2 separate regions of the Xenopus laevis genome follow, and region 2 is linked to region 1. A link is a contact called in public Hi-C data. All regions are on one chromosome and are shown on one strand. The core of a region is the stretch at or near the end of the contact, and the rest is flanking DNA. Distances in the headings are between cores, read along the strand shown.

Region 1 (7,596 bases), core at 3,598-6,097:
ATCTGGAAACCTGTTATCCAGAAAGCTCAGCATTATGTAAAGGCCTCCTCCCATAGACTCCATTTTGTCAAAATAATCAAAAAAAATTAAAATTATGTCCTTTTTTTCTGTAACATTAAAACAATACCTTGTACTTGATCCAAACTACGATATAATTAATTCTTATTGAAGCAAAACCTGCCTACTGGATTAAATGATTTTCTAGTTTTTCTGTTTCTAATATAATTAGTTAGCCAAAAATGTAATGTATAAAGGCTGGAGTGACTGGATGTGTAACATAATAGCCAGAACACTACTTCCTGCTTTTCAGCTCTCTTGGGTTCCACTGATTGGTTACCAGGGAGTAACCAATCAGTGACTTGAGGGGGGTCACATGGGTATGAAGATCCAAATTACAGAAAGTTCTGTTATGTGGAAAACCCCATGCATCAAGCATTCTGGATAACAGACCCCATACCTGTATAGACTGTTCCCCTTTCATTGTGTATAGCCATGGCCAAAGTGCCCTAATTCTTATTTGGGAGTGTTAGGTTTTAGGTGACCAGAAAATATCCAAAGCAGACATTAATATACATCCCAAGGTACACAATACAAGCTGGAATTATCTAGCCTTTCTGCACGGCAGTTGGTTCAGTTTTCCCCCACTCTGATCATGCTAACATGTCAATTCTCTTTTGCTGAAGATTTTGTATTGCCTTTGGAAAAAAAAACAGTACAAATAGTGCCTTATATACATTTAACATAGGAAAATATATAATAAATATATATATATAGTAGAGGAATGATTGATAAAATGTAAGCTCCAAAAGCACTGAGAGTTTACAGGGGCATGCACTTACCTTGGATTTTAAGAAAGTCAGAGCTTTGCTGTTATTTTCCAAGAAATGGACTCTCATCTTGCCCCGTGCAGGTCTAGGCAGCTGCTCCCCTGAAATTAACTCCAAAAGTAAGAGCAGGTATAGTCCATCTTGCAGGTCTGTGTAGATATCAGTAATAAGGTTGCAACCCTAAACAGAAAAAAGAAAGGGAGATGAAAATATTTTTTCAAGAACTTGGGCCTTGCTTTAATTCAGATAAAAGGAAAATAGACAGCCGTACTTACACAAATGGGTGCTACATTATGTAGACTGCAGTGCTATCTACAATAATATATTTCTTACAATGTATTGTAGTTCTGCGTCTAACTGGCTATGCACAGAATGGCATTTGTGTATTGTTTACAGCCTAGAAGATATCATACCATAGCCATGCAGTCAGTAGCAGCAGGATGCAAAGTTTGAGATAGCAGGCCTCAAATTAGGATTTTACCACATTGTAAAGTAGAGGGTGCTTGTCCAAGAATTAGACACTACAGACAGTTTTTCTGTAGGGAGCAGCACTTAAACAGTGGCAATGTATGTCAACCAACTGGTGTGCAAATGAAGAATGCATAGTTTATTAGTAACATTCACAGCTGTTTCACTTGTTATATATGTATTTAGCAGATTCAGCAAAGAAACTAGGCCAATATCAATTAGAATAATAACTATGGGGATCGCACACCTGACCAAGTCACATATGGTATTGACAAAGTGGAGAGTACTGGCACTCAATAGCAATTGCAAAGGGGTTACCTCCTACGTGTTTATTCAGTCAAACAAATGCACAAAAAAGCCCCCGAAATGTTGTGCATTTGTTTGACTGAATAAACACGTAGGGGGTAACCCCTTTGCAATTGCTATTGAGTGCCAGTTCTCTCCACTTTGTCAATACTGATTTGTGGGGATCGCCGTATCCCCCAAGGACTGGGCACCTAGCAGGAACAACGAAGGAGGGCCGGTGAGTGCAAGCGAAAATTGTGTTGGACAAGTCACATATGGTTTCTACTACAATACAGTGCTGGTGGTGTGTCAACCACTTATAATAGAATGTTAATAAAAAAGGTTAAAGGGGAAATGTATTTTAGAAAGTATCTTACATGAATAAGCTAAAGATTATATTAAATTTTCATTTTTGCAATAGCGCAAGCTAAACGCAGCGTTTCAGGGGTCAAACCCCCTTGTAAAGTAGGTCAGCTTGAAATGGCCAAATGAAGGAAAGGGATATCCCCTTCACAGTTTGATAAATCCATGTGCAGTAAGACTTTCTATAATTCCATATAAATATTTACCAAACTCTAACCCCTGTAGGGGATTTGCACAGAGAGAAGGGCTGTCATGCACAAAGAAATAGGCAGCTCAATGCTCCCCAGAGTCTTGCATCCCCCAGCTTGTGAATTCTGAATGATAAGGACCAGGAACTTACTTACACCATTTTTTCCACTTTGTGGGAACCATTATCTATATCTGAATATGAAGATATGGAGTATCGAAATTTCAACATATAAAAAATTAAATCCATTTTAAGACTTAACTTATGTAAATGCAACAGGGATTTACTGCAAACTACAGTCAAAGAGCATGCTGTATCATGCAAACATTCTAACGAATCAAGCAGGTGCAATTAAAAAAAAAAACTAAACAGGGCCTTGTTCTGATAATCTATATGATACACAAAAATACAGACAAAATCAAATTATGTCTTCTAGGGGACCATAAAAATAAATAATATGTGGGAATAGTAAAATAAATTGATGTACAACTGGGGTCTGACTTTAGAATTGGTGTAAACCATAAAAAAACAAGTTAAAATATGACAAAAATTCAAATATTTCACAATGAAAAAGTGAAAAAGTAACATTCACAGAGGACATACAGATGTTTTGAAGGAATACTGGCAAAATTATAGTGAAAAATGCAGGAAAACCAAAGTTAGAATCCAGAAAATGCACTCATTGAAATGCACTAGGAGGGGACTGATAAAAAAACAGCATAAAATGCAAGAGCATAAAAGTAGGGTTTGACTAAACACATTGGGGCTAATTTACTACGGGCAATAAAACAAATATGGGTGTAGCACAAAACTGTGGTGCAAAATCACTTGGGACCTTAATCCAAAAGTGACTACTGTGCTTTGCATCTTAATCTGGATGGAAAATCCAACACATTGTGATTATGATTAAATGTCTCTTGGTGACACGAAAAGCATAAGGCATTCTTTTTTATACATAACGAAAAATAAATCCAAACAATTTTAAATTTAATCATGGCTCCTGCTTTTTAACTACTTGGTCTGGTTTGGTGCCAGCCTGCAATGATGTATTTTAGTGCAAACTCCCTCTGCTGAAGATCTGGGGTATGTGCACCCAGACCCACTTATATCCAAAAACTGATTATTTGCTTCTTCTGGTGTGGGTAGAAAGATGTGTGGTTCTGTAGGTGGAGAGGTAAGTTAAGGCACATGTATGATTATGTGGTGTGGTTAATAATCTAGGTGGAGAAGGGTAGTAAAATGGAGCAGTTGGATTATAGCCATTATAAAAATCACGGAGGAAGGTGTGCACTTGATTCATACACTGCTAATGCCTGGATTGCGGTGCCCTTTAGTTACCAGTGTGTCTAGAAATAAGGAATTGGCATTCCATGAAAAAGATAATGTTAATCTCTGGGCAAAGTTTATTACCCTGCATAAATAAATCTTATTACCAACATGTTTATTGCAGCAAGGCTGCAATAAAGGGTCCAGATTCCAGAGAGCAGCAGCCATAATTCTATAAAAGATGATATCATAAATTGTACTTATATGGTGAAAATGTGCGTTTTAAAATAGACATTTTGTATGTCTCTCTTTCCAGCACTTTTCCATTTATGAAAATATTCTCTCTCATGTTTGTTCGAGCACAAGTAGTTTATTATCAAATCACTTTACATGTCAGAAGGGCATGGCAGATGTGGGCGTTAGATCACCACAATTTGGCTGTAGGAAAAGTTCAGTGATTCGGCAGAGAAACCCTTTGTCATTCTTATGGCTTCTGGCTCATGAGTTATTGGGTAAGATTTACTATTGTGTGCAAAAAAACTACATATTTCACCTCTTTTTTCTCTTCACAATGTTTTGTTTTTTTCCACTAACAGTGTAATTCTGTCCACACCAATATTGTTCCAAAGGTTTTTACAAAACAATTTAGGAGCATAATTCTGTGCTGGTTAAAAAACTGTGCACAAATGTGACCATGACAAAATGGTTGCCATGTGGGCAGGTCATGGTCATGCTTTAGAGCACATTTCACATAATTTGTGTCCTTTTTCGCATGGTCAGTGGCAAATGTAAAATACAGGGATCACTTAAGCCTCTGTGAAAAGCACCAGATTCACATTAAAATACAATTTGCCTACATTGGCATGTTTGTAGAAAGTCCTTAATGATTTGCATTAAATAAGGCCTCTCCTCTCTCGAGAAAATATTGGAGGGCAACTTTCAGCACTATACATAAAAAGGGCAGTTGTTTAGGCCTTACCACAAGGGTTTATTTTAGGGGAACATGCTTAGAAAAAACATATTTGTGCAACAACTGTAAGGATGTAGATTACAGATTACAATCTGCAGAGGCCACAATTATCTCTTGGTAATTACCCCACATTGATGTCCCTTTCCTCTGTCTCTGCGCATTAACAGAAACTTGGGAAGCAGTCAGCAGTGTGTGCCAGTATCAAAGAGTACCGCCAGAGCTCATTTTCCAGAATGCAAGAAGCAGAGTATAAATCCCAGCTTTTTATTACAACTATACACTATGACCAAGCTGATGAATCATATAAACACAGGTGAGCATTCTGCATGGCACAGGTGCCCGGCTCGGCTCCACTTACATTCTCTCTGTAGATATTGTTCATCCAGTTGGTGAAGGTCTTCTTTTGCATAACCATGCGCTGCTCCTGCAGTTTTTTTATATGCCCCTTCTCGTAATCCTGCAGTTCTTCATCCATTTTGACCTTTGGAATAATACAGAATAATGATGATACAATCCTTCAAATTGTACTGTTGGTAAGCTGCTGACACATGCATGACACAATATTTTATTTTCCAAACATTACCTCTGTCCTATATCAAATTAGTTCCTTATCGCTCCTATTTTTGTTAACTGCGCACGGCCTGCCATTATCTATTATTTTCTTCATTGGAATTTGCATGTTATATCCTTTACTCCTATATCCTGTACACCAGGGATCCCCAAACTTTCAAATAACAAGAGTTGTGGAGCAACACCAGCATGCAAAAAAGTTCCTGGGGATGCCGAATAAGGACTATAATTTGTTATTTGATAGCCCTATATTGATTGGCAGCCTATAGGAGGCTCTGTTTGGCAGTAAATCTGTTTTTTATGCAACCAAAATTTTACTTCAAACCTGGAATTCAAAAATAAGCACCTGCTTTGAGGCCACTGGGAACAACATCCAAGGATTTGGTAAACAACATGTTGCTCTCGAGCAAGTGGTTGGGGAACACTGCAGTAAAGCATTTGTGCACAATAATGCGACTACAAGAAAGGTTACATCCTCATATAGTGCATAGTTTGGGGAGATGGCAGACAGAAATATTTTTATTGCCCCATGTGTTTTGTTGCTTGTTGGGTGGGGGACAAATCACTCAAATTTGAATGGGATTCCCCTAAAAGTGTCCAGTGCAAGTAATTATGTCAAAATGTGCCAGTTGTATAAGACAAGATTTCCATTTTGCACATCAAAAAGAGAAGAAACTTAGCTGCACAGTTTTGTGTATCTATATTAAATTCATACGAATCCCACCAACTTTAAATATGATTTGAAAGATATATTAAATAAATCTTTGGGTTACAAAAAGCAGCTTGATGCCTTGGCCCACATGAGGACCTTGTATATTGTACAGCCACATTGTTCTTCCTTTGGTTAATGCCTGATGTATGTCAGTTAAAGATCATTATAATTTCAGATCCCAGTGTCAGGAACCTGTCTATTTATAACCGCTGTCATACTAGACTTTTGGACTCATTAACTACTAAGCTTTCAGCTTGCAGTTCTTATGATAAGAATGATACACTTGCTTGTTTATTTGCCAATGTACAGATTTTTTCTAAGGTACTCAAGAAGACACCACCCTATAACTGTCACTGACATTTTGTGCTAGAAAGGGGCAAAACAAATACTAAGCTCTGGGAGCTGAAAATGAACAACATCAATGGGGTCCACAGCAGTCACACACACAGGGGCTGAAAGAAATGGATATAGAGAACAAATTGAATTGCTGGTAATTGGGGGCATGGGTATTTAGGAGACAATGAAAGGAGCCTGGTCTAAATTCTGGAACATGACCCATTGTCATATTCTTGAGTTATTTGTGAAATAGCTTGCAATTCATTTCTCTTGTAATAAATGCAGCACTTTTTTCAGGCTACTAGTCTAATGTGCTGCTCTCCTGTCAATAGAATGCTAAAAACTAGAGATTTTCTGATACATAAAAATGTATCTGCTGTACATTGTATAGTCTTCCCATTTAGAAACTCACCAACTCCCCCAATTATTTTACCTTTTTAACAGGCATAATGTCCCACTTAAAAGATGTTCCCCACTATACGGCCACTATATGCATGGGAACAAGATTATGGTGACCAGATCTGACAATGCAGCAAATATATATAACCCTAAATAGCACCTATTATATATGTTCTTCCAAAACTCTGTCATACGGAGTTACAATATAGATTCAAACCAGGGTATTTTGCTTGAGATCTAATAGGTTTGTAAACATTCTTGGTCAACCATGGCTTACAGAAATGTACATTAGATGGCCATACTCACAATATTAAGCGTTAATGTTGCCCAACAGCAGTAGCAATAAACATTTCCATAGATCTCCTAAAACAAAGGGCCCAGCTGATAAAAGATCATCCTCCAAAGATATCCCTGTCTGTTCTGTGTATACCTGGCCACCGGTTTTATGTCCCTAAGATCTGACCTGTAAGAATTACTTAATAAGCCAACCCCTATATGTAATAAAAGGCTTGCCCAGGAGCAGTAACCAATATTTGCTTGTAAACGCGTGACCAGTAAATGCTACCTGCTGATTGGTTGCTTTGGGTTACTGTTCCAGGTCAACTTAGTACTTGTTGTGAAATAGCCCCACCAAACAGCACTACGTCTGCTCCTCTGTTGTATAATTACATTGTCATATCAGCAAACCATCACATAATCTGCATATGTTAGATAAAAGCAAGATGGCTGATATTGCACTAATAGCCAGCATTCCCACTACACAATCCATTCTCTACAGAATTATGTTTGGGTCACCTACATTTGAGACCAAGGGGCTAAAATAAAGAGTTTTATAGAGATTCAGATGAATCCTGAACCAAATGGTGGATATTATAAAGTAATGGCAGCGTTGGATTTCAGACAAGGTGTGACCTTTGACAGGTAGGAGGATGCACCTGCACAGCAGATATAACTTTCCAAAAGCCAACAAGAGCTGTTTCTATTCACCACATTTTTGATAAATGTCATGACCTGATGCTGTGGGCTTTTGAAAGAGTTGTGCTGCCCCAGCTGACAATGTTTGGTAGAACACATTCAACATAGCCTGTGCTAGATGACATTTGACAAGCTCCTACTGTATATACAGGAGAGCAATTTGTTTATTTAGTGTTGTTTGAGGGGTACAATCCCATTAAATTCAGCACACACTAAAAACTAAATAACATCTCCACTG
Region 2 (7,050 bases), core at 951-3,450, 210 kb before region 1:
CTCCTGCCGGTTGCTTCTCCAGTCTGAATTCCTTCGCCTTTACTAAGTTGCGGAGTTTTGTCCCAGGCGACAGATGCTGGCGAATTTTCACTAGCGTTACTTCGCCAGTGCGAGCAAATCAAAGCGAAGAAGCGCTAGCGGTCAATTCTGCCTAGCACAACCTGAGGTCTTCGCTCAGGCTAATTTGCAAATGGCGGGAAATTTCAATATGAATGGAGGTCTAAGTTGTTTTAATGCCCTACACATGAGCCCACTATAATATAATATTCCATATGTTATAAAATGTATGGGGGAAACCAGGTAGCGAAAAAAAAATGTATGCCTTTTGCAGCCTATCATCCTGAAAAATGAATTGTCACCATCATCTTTTGGACTTTCCACTCAAAATTATGATGTAAGTAACAGAAGATTGAGAAAGTTCTATGCACTCCAATGCACTTCACCTGGTCTGAGCTGGCAAAGGCAAGTCTGGCGAAAGAGGTAACGCTCAGTAAGATCTGAATTTGTGGAGTAACGTCCATTAGAAGTTACACAAGAATGAAAAGAAGTTACACAAGAATGAAAAGTCGCCTGGCGTTCGAGTGCGAATCAGCACTAGCGTCTATCTCCTTCGCTAGCGAACAGACGCCTGCACCTGTTAGTAAATCGGTGAAGTGCCTAAAAGTGTTAACGCTGGATAATTGTCACCAGCGTTTGTCACTTTGCCCTTTAGTAAATTTACCCCTCTGTCACTCCAGGCACAGTATCTGGCTTCCCTGTGCCAACCTGATCCAAATGTCTGCTTTTGGTGGAGCCTCTCAGCTCTCTGGGCCCACGGTAGCTCTCTGGTCTCTTTCTCGGTCCACCATGTTGTTCTCTATGCCAGGCTGTTCTCTTTTGCCAGTATCTGTGACTTCCTCTTCCTGCCAGTCACTCACTAGCTGGCAGCTTAATGACACTTTCCAAATTTTTTTCGCCTGACTTTTTCCATTAGATGTCAAAAGCTTGGAAAAGGCTATGCTAATTCTATTTTTTAATCTTTATAGTTTTTGAATTGTTTGTCTTCTTCTTCTGACTCTTTGGAGTCACTGACCCCATCTAAAAAACAAATGCTCTGTAAGGTGTAAGGGTTTAGGTAGCTGGGATCAGTTTTCTGGGGCAACACAGCCCATAGCACAACCAAAACTCATGAAAGTGTAGTCTCTTTTTGGCAGTTTATTGTCACTTGCAGCAGAAATAAACAAAACAAACAATTCAAAGTAAAATTCTTGCCACTTAATGGGCTTCTAACTAATACAGTTATGTTTTCCTAACTAACCAGGAGGAGGCCAACCGCCTGTCTCCCCAAAAGAGAGTACATTGAGGAATATACAAAATCCCAAACCTTGTATTGATTTCAATCCCCCTCAGTCAGCTCACACAGGCAGCTTTTCTGTCTTTTTTTCAGACAGGCGCTCCACACTCTGGTTTGAGCTGCCTTTTTAATTATCCACCTGAGATGCCTCAGAACAACAAAATACCCAGGCTGGATTAGCAGTCCTGAATCACTCTGTTAGGAACCTGGGGCTTAAATAAGCTCTGTCCTGGACTTTTTCAGGTATCCTAGTGGTGACCTTACCACAAAGGCTACACATTTATTGTTATTGCTACTTTTTACTACTCATCTTTCTATCTTTCTAACAGGCATCTCCTATTCATTTTCCAGTCTCTTATTCAAACCAATGCATGGTTGCTAGGTTAATTTGGACCGGGGCAATCAGATAGTTGAAACCCTCTCCATTGCAGTTTTATCAAGAATGGATATCCCCAGACCTTGTATCATTCGCAATGCCATTACTCACTGGCCAGCCCTTCAGAAATGGACCTTTGGTTATCTCTGGTATGATAATGGCAGCTGACTCTTACCATCCAGGTTTAGACCGGGTTTGCTTTGACCCTTTTGCTTTTTAATTAAAGAATAATCTCTGAAACAGAATCCTGGAAGTCACCAGGTGTCCTTTCTATGAGACATCTTTAGTTGATGAGAAACAGGTGGGTTCCATTAAGTTGCAGCTTAGTTTAAGGAATACAAAACTAAATGTTTGTTGTTTTTTTTTTTAATGTTGCTTTCAAACTTTATTTACAATGCAGTATGCCTTCAACATTCTAAAATTGCATTGTGCAAAACTACATATTCATTTGTGAATATTCTCCTTTATGTAGTGCTTGTGTAGACTCCTAGAAAGTTAGTGTGACCGTCGCCCCAAATGGTTATGCAGATGCACAAGAACAGGTTTGTCATGCCTGAAGAGTGAAGCATGCTTTTATCAGACTTCCTGGACATTGTGGAGAAGAAATCAGTGAAGCACTGGGTAATGTAGTTCATTCAAAACTTTTGATATGCTGTATTGTACACTACCCGAATACCCAATGGTCTCATAATATTATATAATATATGCCCGGTTTTAAGGGTTTGTTGTTCAATGCAGCTGTCTGAACTGCTGTTACATGGAACTACTCTAAATCTCGGCATTTCAGTCTGATATCCCTAAATTCACCCGTGTTCTTTAGTAGGTTTGCTTGTCTTGCTCTGTTGTTCCTACTATTCATTTCAATCACCTTTGTCTTTGATGATCCAACCAGGATCATTTTCGCATTAGGTCTTCCATTAAAAAATATATGCTGCAGTCCATCTTCTTATCAGCATGTGTATTAAAGTAACCAAATAGATGTAAAGTAACAAAATAGATTATAATATGTTAAAAAATATAAATGGGGCCACAAATAATGCTATAGCAAGCAACTGCAATTGAGTATCACAAGTGATGTCCTGATAGGCCAATTGGGATTGCTGTTATCTGGTCAATCTGGTTTATCCAGCAAGATTCATGGAGTGAGAACTGCTTTTTGCATCTATACAGTTCCATTATTCACAACCTGTTTGACTTAACCACTTTATAATTACAGTGGAATAATACCTAGTGTGGCTCATGCCTTAAAGAATGTGTTGGAATTTTTCATTTGGTATACTAAGATTTACAAAGTTAAACACCAAGAGTGTTCCCAGTAAATGTGTGTAATGTCTCTAATATTGTAATTCACCGGGTCATTTTCTTATTCTTTAATCCAAGGAAAGAGTCCAGATGCTGTTAATTTCTGGCCAGGTGAATCAGCGGCCATAACATCCTGTAAGTCCTATTGATTCACTTGTTTTGATTTGGATTGATTGTAATTACAGAAAACTATTGGGTACATGTCTTTCCTCTGAGTAATTATTTTGTAAAAGATGTAAATATGCGTTTTCATACCATAGAAAAAATAGGTTATTCTATGTCTTATTCTGTGTCTTATGATCACTGTGAGTGAGGCTAATGTTACAAGGGCAGTTTTGTCACTTAATGGGACTGTAGTACCTAAACTTCCAGCTTCAAAAACAGATTGGGTTACGAATATTTTAAGTTTTGATATTTTTCTAATCTGTCTAGGTATTTGTTTGTTTTACAGAATCCTTGTCTTTGTTAGGGGATGTATAATGTAGTTTGAATTTCCACCTGATGAATGTAGACAAATTTGTTCCTGTTTTATTGTGTTGATGTTTGTTTAGTTAATTAAGCTGGGAATATATACTGAGTAGAATAATTTTTGGTGTAGAAACTCTCAGTGAGTTATCATGAAGGAAACTATAATTATCATTTTAACATGTGATCTGTTTCATAACTTTGTGTAATAAAAATCACTCACCCTGGTGGTCCAGTCGTGCGGTGGGGACGCCCACCATGCCGCTCTTCTTCGGCCGCCACATTGGATACTCAGGGCCCGCACACCCGCGTCTTGTTCCTTATTTTGACGCGGACATGCTGGCTTGATGACGCCGGCGCGCAATGGCGTGAAAATCAAACGCTATATAAGGCACAATTGGGCTGGTGATCATTGCCCGTTTCTTTTGTTCTTGGAGCTTCTGAGCATTGTGCTAATCTGTATATCTGATTCCTGTTGTGACCCTTGCCTGGCTTATTGACGATTCTGACCTCTGTATCCTGACCCTTGCCTGATATCCGACTATGCTTATTCTGAAACCCTTCTGATTGACTTCCTGGTTTGACCCTTGCCTGCCTGACTACGATTATTCTCTGCCTGGCCCGACCCGACCCGGCCTGATCTGACTACTCTATTGCCTAACGCCTTGTACCACAACCTTCTGCCCAAAGACTTTGCCTACTGTTGTGCCCCTCTGCCTGTCTAGAACCCCTTGCCTTGCACCTCTCATAAGAACTGGCGGCATCTGAGTAGCTGAGGGCTCCTCCCAAGCCCAAAGGCGGCTGCTACAGGCAGAAGCATGAGCCGAGACCAGGGTGCTTGGCATCAGTTCTAGAATTAGGGTGTCAACTGTTACACTTGGTCAGTTTCTGTAAAAACAATGGGACTTCTTGCCACTATGAGCCCTAGGCATATTTTCATGGGCCCTTCCTCTAAACTCTAAAAGAAATTACATCACTGAGCTCCGATTATGAGGATATAATTTACAGGTTATCCATGGCTCTTGTGCAATATATTTGTAAAAAGATAGGTGCACATCTGGATTTTTAAAAAAAGTTAAAAATACATAAGGTCTTGATAAATATCTTAGATGGAGAATGAAACGTTAGCCTGTTTTTAATGAGAATTAATTGTTTTTAATTAGAATTAAAATCCTATTGTGCACTTATCTTTTACTAAATAGTACAGAGTATTATGGTAACACCTGGGTTTTCCCTAGTGAATGGTGTGCGGAAGGTCTAAGGACTGTGCATGTGTGTATAAATAAAAAATGTTTTTTAGCTCAAGGAAACATTAAAATTATTTTATTTATTTGTTCTCTGCCAACCCCCATTGAAAGCAATATTTGCTGTGAAAGGATTATGAATTTTTTTTGCTTCAGCCACAGTGAAGTCACCTGGGAAAATACTGCTGCTTCAGAGTAGACCTTCAAATGGACATAAGATCATGTAGTTTTGCTTAAGGGACCTTCCACCCCCTTAAAGTGATACTGACACTAAAAAACTACTTTTTAAAATATGAATGTATATTAAATGTTACCTATAGGTCATGCGGATAGTTTTTTTGCTGAGAGGTTTGTTTTTTGAAGTAATTGTTAGTTGAAGTTCCTAAACCTGACGGTTTTGCCAACCTGACTGTCCCATCTCAGCATGTCAGTTAGTTTCTAATGCTAATGGATTTCTGCTGCACAAAAATGGCAGCCCCCTCATAGGCGATCACAGGGAGTCAGGTAGGTAATGTAAAAGCATTGGGCAAATACTTAATTACAAAATTATAAGAAGCATGCACAGTAAATTTTATGGTAGATGTAAAAAAAAAAAGGTTCAACTTCTGGTGTTGGTATAATTTAAATTCACCCACCCCTTGTTCCCAGTTGAATTGATGGATTCTGGAACCTGAATTACCATTGCTTTCCTTGGTGGGAACTGTACAGATTCTCTGGAATCACAAAGTTATAGTTAGACTTGTCAGTGGGAAAGAGACAATGTAAATAGTGAACAATATTGGAATCTATTTGTGCATGTAAAATACCATAAGGAAAAATTAAATCCTGCAAGTGCAGATAGATGGCATAGGAATAAAAACTAGGGATGCACTGAATCCACTATTTTGGATTCAGCCGAACCCCCATATCCTTCTCGAAAGATTCAGGCAAATAACGAACCGAATACTAATTTGCATATGTGAATTAGGGGTGGGAAGGGGAAAACCTTTTTTATTCCCTTGTTTTGTGACAAAAAGTCACACGATTTCCCTCTCTGTACCTAATTTGCATATGCAAATTAGGATTCAGTTCAACCGGGTAGAAGGATTCCGCGAATCTGAATCCTGCTGAAAAAGGCAGAATCCTGAACCGAATCATGGATTCGGTGCATCCCTAATAAAAACACATGAATGTTACGTAAAGGCACATTTTATATGGTCATCCTTTGTGCCCAACTGATTTATGTCCTCACTGGGCTTGCCATATTAAAATTTAAGATTATGACAGCGCTAGTGACTTACAGGTTCTTTTACATAAATTCTGACACTGCATTTTTGCAAAAAGAGTACAGTGCCAGGAAGACACCCTCTTCTTTAATGTGGTATTTCTGTTTTCCTTTTTATTGTGAAATAAACCTACCTGTCCACTTCTTTCAATGTAGAACTTTTTGTCATATTCTCTTAAGGTTCCCTGGATTCCTCTTAATCCATTAGAGCAAGACTTGATTCGCTACCCTGCTTATAAACAGACAAAACCTCTGCACTGCACAGTGAGAGCGGGAGAAATGCTGTATCTGCCATATTTGTGGATATTAAATGTATGTAAATATAGCAAAGCATTTTGGAAACTTTGATGAAAAACAAGCTGGCAGGTAATTGCAAAATATGTGATGTAACGTTTCAGGGGCGTACCCGAAACGTTACATGACTTGACTAATAAAATTGCAGGGGATTTCCCTGCTACACCTACATAAGTGTTTGGCTGATCCTTATTGTACTAATTGGGAGAGGTGCCGACCCCTCCAACCAAGTACAAGGCGAGACTGAATTGGAGAGGCTGGGGGAACAGGAAGCTTCATTGACACGAAAATATCAAGACACCCATTGATTAATAGATTAAAGCTTTTCATGTAACTATTCTACCGATACATTTAAACCTGTTTGCTGTTGAAATAAATTAAATATCAAGCTTCAGTGAAATTATATATTATTATATTCCCCTTTAGCTACCTTTTCACTGTGATTGAATAATAATAATAAGTGGTATAGATGCCTGTAGATAATAATAATAATAATAAATGGTATAGATGCCTGTAGGTCTCTGCTTTTGGTTTGCAACTTGCTGCAGCCTTCATGCAACATGACTAGTTCCCATGTTAAAATTAACTCTCCTTTTTTTCCCCTTAACAGTACATTTTTGGTATGACATGGAGAACGACATCCAGTACCACTATTTCCAGCTTCTTGACTCTATTTCCAGAACCGTCACTTGAACCCCAGCTATAATTCTCATCATCAGGCAGCCCCATAATGAAGCCAAGGCTAACCAAAAACCCTGCTATGGATTAAAGG

The links. A called contact is a pair of places that touch in the nucleus more often than the background predicts.
Region 2: a Hi-C map of the XL177 cell line shows a contact between it and region 1, with 4 times the contacts expected there. The contact joins the promoter of jmjd7.L here to the promoter of sptbn5.L in region 1. A contact is called at or near these places in 2 of 4 Hi-C or Micro-C datasets (the XL177 cell line and the XTC cell line).

Annotation. Positions count from the first base shown.
Region 1 is chr8L:96,566,750-96,574,345 of Xenopus_laevis_v10.1, reverse strand. It overlaps sptbn5.L (spectrin beta chain, non-erythrocytic 5), which reads right to left and starts at 4,847. Exons shown (of 68, transcript XM_041573253.1): 1 at 4,725-4,847; 2 at 840-1,007. The coding sequence starts at 4,841.
Region 2 is chr8L:96,777,313-96,784,362 of Xenopus_laevis_v10.1, reverse strand. It overlaps jmjd7.L (a long non-coding RNA gene), which reads left to right and starts at 2,200. Exons shown (of 3, transcript XR_005963473.1): 1 at 2,200-3,146; 2 at 6,165-6,296; 3 at 6,889-7,050.